2 separate regions of the Callithrix jacchus genome follow, and region 1 is linked to region 2. The links are chromatin contacts, called in public Hi-C maps. All regions are on one chromosome and are shown on one strand. Each heading gives the region's core, a stretch centred on a gene start, on an enhancer-like site or on the middle of the called end of the contact. The rest is flanking DNA. Distances are from core to core; before and after follow the strand shown. Region 1 holds the start of RGS4 (regulator of G protein signaling 4). Region 2 overlaps RGS5 (regulator of G protein signaling 5).

The links. Hi-C and Micro-C count contacts between places; a contact is called where the count stands out from the background.
Region 1: a contact with region 2 is called in a Hi-C map of induced pluripotent stem cells, with 1.8 times the contacts expected there. The contact joins the promoter of RGS4 here to the enhancer-like site in region 2. A contact is called at or near these places in 2 of 3 Hi-C or Micro-C datasets (induced pluripotent stem cells and skeletal muscle).

What each region holds. Positions count from the first base shown.
Region 1 is chr18:38,569,726-38,572,425 of calJac240_pri, reverse strand. RGS4 (regulator of G protein signaling 4) reads left to right here and starts at 1,424. Exons shown (of 6, transcript XM_002760305.5): 1 at 1,424-1,776; 2 at 2,041-2,317. The coding sequence starts at 1,719.
Region 2 is chr18:38,523,313-38,526,012 of calJac240_pri, reverse strand. All of the region lies in intron 1 of RGS5 (regulator of G protein signaling 5), which reads right to left. Among named protein-coding and RNA genes, the nearest start is that of RGS5, 27 kb to the right of the region's middle. Within about 2 kb of position 1,297, at least 2 of the 16 cell types and tissues checked have an H3K27ac peak or open chromatin away from gene starts, as enhancers often do.

The DNA.
Region 1 (2,700 bases), core at 175-2,674, 46 kb before region 2:
ATTATTTTTTATAGTTTGGAAATATCTCTATTTATACAGTTTATCTCATTTGATCAGACTGTTGAGTTACAGGATAGCACAGCGGACAACTCACATAACTGAGTATAGAGACACCTAGATCTGGACCCAGCTCCGTTAGTAAGAAGCTGTAACCTCAGCAAGTCACTTTCTCTTTCTGGGTCTCTATTTCCTTTTTGGTGAAATGAGGATGTTAGGCTAGATTGCCTTTAAAGTCCCATCTATTGCAGTGATTTATATTTAACTCGTGACAAATCAGGCTTCTCTTATTCTAAGTCCAAGACATAAAGTTCTCATTGTAGAATTTCAGACATCAGTAAATCTTCTTGGGTCCTCGCTTATGTTCCCAAAATCAATCTATTTGAGTGATCACTCTCTTAGGTGCGTAGGTAAACAAAGAAGGTCATGGTTCTTCTTTGAGTGACCTTCTTTCCCTTTTAATTAATCTGTCCTCTTTGATGTCAGTTCTGACTGGTTCTTCTCCCTGGTTCGTCTTCCTTGGTCTGATGACCTCCCTGATTTCACATTGTACTGCAGTTCCTTCCATACCACCATCAGGGATGGCTGTCAACTTTCATTTGTTCTGTTATAATTCAAGGAAAAGTTGCCCAGTAGCTAATCTGATAAAACGTCTTTCTATCTTTATGGGCAGCTAGAGACTTTTTCCTATAATTTAAATGCATCTTCTGTGGATTATGGTCCCTCCACCATTTTATATTTGTCTGCTGTCTTCTTGCTCTGCTAGTCATGGAAGGAGGTGGTACTGGGGGCAGCGTAGGATGTTCAAGGGCATGTACTAGGTAGGGCCACGTATGGGCATTGCTTTGTGCCATTCTTTCCATATTTTTGGTATTTTGCATTTCACTGGAACCCAACTATTTTCACCTCTTCCACCTAAACCATTTGATGCCTCTGTTTCTTATAAATAAAGAACAGCTCATGGTAGCCTATGATTAGGAACCTATCTGCTTTCAAAATGAAAGCTGTTCTGGTCAGACTTAGCAATTCATTCCCCCCTTCCACGTATAGCTTTCCTCCATGAAAAAGATCCCTCTGTAACTCTGGTGTAGGTATTTGATATCTGGCCATAAGATGTGAAATGCCTGAATGTTTTTGTCCACGCAGTCGTTTCAGTCCATGATATTGTACGTAAAAGATACTAATTGTCCAGGTGTTCAGAAGCACCCATAGGACTTGATATGATTAGTTTGAAGGCCGGTGATATATAAGGCAAACTACATATTTTTCTGCCTGCTCTCTCTCTCTCTCTGTACATCCCTCTTTATCTTTTGAGATAGCAGTTTGGAGACTTAGAGTTACATAAGACATAAACCCATTTGCCAATAAGAATTGGTGTGTGTATTTGCTCATCTACTCCCTCCTTTGGTCCTCGAGCTGCTGTTTTAGACTTTTATAGGATGCAGGCATGTAAAGGAGAAACTGTCAGTGCTAGGCTGAATTCTGTTGTTACCAAGATTTCTAGAAAAGTATTCCGCAGTCGGGTTGATTACAGATAGCGCGAATCTATTTTTCCTAGGCTAGTTTCTCTTTGCTGCCGGGCTTATAACTGTCTGTCATCCAGCTATTGCTCTCCACCTTCCTGTTTGCATAACAACCAAGGCAACTTCTGCAAATCGCTGCATGGAGACGATGATCCTACCAACTCCCTTTTGGAAACCGTGAAGATCAGACCTTGGACCATGTATAATATGATGCTTCTAATCCAAAAGAGGAAGGACATTGGGAGTCAACTCCTAAGTAAGCTCCAGAATTTTTGCTGGTACTTTTCCTTCAGGAGGTAACTTTCCTTGATATTGTTTTTTTTTTTAATAGATATATGAATAAATACTATATTTTGCAGCATTGTACGCTTTTTTTCCTTTTCTAGAAATTCTAAACCTTTGACATTCATAGAGACGTTGAGTACATTTTTTTCTGTCTGCCTACTTTGCAGAAGGATTTTCTCTGCTCGTTCGCTTAGCATTGCTGATGCGTCAATCTTTTCTTCCTCGTCTCTTTCAGGGGCTGGAGAGGCAGAGGGAGACAGAGGAGCTGGTACTGCAGAGCTGTCGTCTGATTGGCTGGATGGTCGTAGCTGGGCTATAAAAGAGACCCCTACAGGCTTGGGAGAAAGACGCTCAGAGAATTCTGACAGTATCTTTGCCGGAGAAGAGGCAAAGTACGCTCAAAGCCGAAGCCACAGCTCCTCCTGCCGCATTTCTTTTCTGCTTGCAAATCCCAAGCTGTTAAATAAGATGTGCAAAGGGCTTGCAGGTCTGCCGGCTTCTTGCTTGAGGAGGTAAGATTGCTTTCAGCCATTAACCATGCTGAACTTTTGGATAGACTTTCTCAGTCATTTACATGTTGTACTTACTAACCTAGTTCTGTGCAGTTAGAAACAATGTGGTCAGGAGAGCAATGACTTCCTAACTTTCTTCCTCCAAGACAAGCTAGATACTGTGACTTAAGACATGTGCTCCCCAAATTTCAGTCCTTACGTGTTGTTTTATGACCTCAATTTTGGTAACCGTTCTGTTCTTTAAGCCAGGTCTAAGCAAGCTAGTTTTAATTAAGAAGTGAGATAAGGTTTGAGGCTATGGATAGTGGTCTGTAATATCTCCATCTGTGATTCCTACTGTTATTTGAGCATCCCCGGAGTATATAGAAGCCTGGCTCTGGGCT
Region 2 (2,700 bases), core at 48-2,547:
ATACTCTAACCCCAAGGAGCCCTAACCTCCCAATGTGCAAATGGAAACATTACATACCTAAAAGCTGCTCCTGAGATATCCTCAGAGCCCTCTGAATTTTGGATTCATTATTCATGGCATTTTTCAATTTGCATTTATATCTCCATGTGCACATGTGAATATTGTCTGTCTCTCCCACTGAAGTGTCAGGTCCCCAAGAGCAGGGTGAATATGTGTCTCGTTCACAATTACAGCTTTAGCACTTAGCGTAGGGCCTGGCATTTAATAGCATTCAATAAAGATTTGCTGTGTAAATTGATTAATGAATAAAAGAACTGAATCGCTGGGTTATAATAAAACTGCATTTTGGGGTGGAATAGGTGAAACATTGGAGTGCAGCTTAAAATGAGTCATTGAGGACTAAGATGTCTCTAATTTGTTAGCTGGACAGAGGTAACACCATTAAATGACTATACGCACTATAAAGTAAATGCATTCAATTTCTGTCCTTGAAAGAGATTGAGAATGGTCAAGTGGGGCATTTAGTTCCTCATTTTGTAGAGAACTATGCTGATGAGAAGAGGCCGGGAGGATAACTGCAATCAGTAGCAATCTGAAAAGAGTCAATTATGAGACCATGATTTTTTAGGATTTAAAAGAAACAGAAGTTTCTGGGAGGCAGAGGCTATTCCTGTGGTTGAAAGACTTGGCAATCACAAACAGGTTTCTCTGTAGATGCCAGACATATGTCAGGAACAACGACAAGGAAGAAGAGATGGAGGAAAGCTTAGAGGTATAACGCAGGATTTTTACAACACATTTCCAAAAGCGGTGTCCTCACATGGGATAATCCAATTTAAATTCAATGCAATTTAAATCCGTGTCGCAGATGCCCCCTGCTGGGCATGGAAAGGCATGAGCATTAGCAACGATGTAAGCTGAGAGCAGATCGGTTCCAGGATGCTTCCTTCTGAAGAAACGCTACGAAGCTTCTTTCCACGGACTAAAAAGAACATGTCTGGAGCAGATATCCAGGAAAGATCGACGCAGGCTTCTAAAACCCTCGTTAGCTGTCAATGTCCACAGCCGAGAGTAAGGCGTTTGCCGGATTAGAGAGCAGAAGAGACAGGAGCTCCTCTGAGTTCTGTGCAGCTGAGAACTAATCTCAGAGGCAGAATCGAGCAGAGACTGACAGAGGGAAGGGGGCCCAGAGGGCCCCTGCGCGGGCCAGTCAGGAGGGATGCATTTGGTTGAAAGCTGGAAAAGCCTTCTCCCTGGCTGCTCATTTAAGACTTTAGATCAGTGGAGTTTGCTCCTCGTAGGTGGCTCATGGAGACAGGGTAATGGATGATCCTAGAAACCCTTAGCAGAGTGTAAGGATATGCCAGTGGAAAGTCAGCTCAGTTCTGGGGCTGAAATCCTCAACTTGCCAGAATCTTTGGCATGGCCCCTAAAATCAAGATTGACTCTCAGCTGCACGGAAAGGCAGTGCTGGGTGATTGCGGTAGAAAGAATCTATCGCTTTGGCGTCTACCCTTTTTCTGAATTAACCTACTTCAGTTCGAACTGCAGAAAAATCACTCATTGCTTGTGCTTTAACAGCATATGAAAGAGAAGTTTAGCCATGCAGTGTGATACCATGTTAAAACATATATTGATTTGATTTATATAATTAATACATGATAGATGATAAAATGACTCTATGGTTAATTGATATGAAATACTCCTCAGGTGCTCCAAATGATAAAAAGGTGAAGAACATGCTAAAGAATACATAGTAGTGGTAATATTAAAGTGTTATGACTTCAGAAATGACAGCTCTTTTTCTAAACACAAGTGAATCATTCCCTAGTAGTGTTTTAGGCTTTTGCTCATATTAGTGATTAATTATGTAATAAGCCCCTTCAAACTATAAGATGACTGCGAAGATGAAACTGACAATGTCATTTGTGTCAAATATATTCACAGAAAGCACGTTTATTATACCGTTCCAACTCTTGGTATGTTCTGTTTCCCTTCAACAGATTGTCTTAATAACAACTATTTTCATTTTTTGGTTCAAGCTGTTACCTCAACTGCCCCACGTTAACTCATTGTCAGTAAGGGACCATCACAGGTAGCCTGTGGTAGCAGACCAGGAAGTCTCCTAGGGTTCTTGTTTAAATAAGCTGACTTTGTTTCATAGGACCATGGTGGACAGAGAGAAGCCTGCACAGGCTGGCTCATGCCTCTAATCCTACTTTGGGAGGCTGAGGTGGGCAGATCACCTGAGATTGGGAGTTTGAGACCAGCCTGACCAACATGGAGAAACCTGGTCTCTAGTAAAAATACAAAACTAGTCAGGCACAGTGGTGCATGCCTGTAATCCCAGCGACTTGGGAGGCTGAGGCAGGAGAATCACTGGAACCTGGGAGGTGGAGGTTGTGGTGAGCTGAGATTGCGCCATTGCACTCCAGCCTGAGCAACAAGAGCGAAACTCCGTCTCAAAAAAAAAAAGAAAAAAGGAAAAGCCCGTGCAGCTTCTCCTTTTGTTTATTAAACAAATTAAAATATGCTTACTGAATGCCTACCACATGCTGTACACTATGTTTCGAGATTCTCAATGAAATGAAAAAAGACAAGGTCCTCTCATTGAGTTTATGTTTAAATTGGGTAAGACAGATACAAAACAAGGAATGAAAAACAATGAGATGAAAACTTTTGTTATAGTTAATTCGGCTA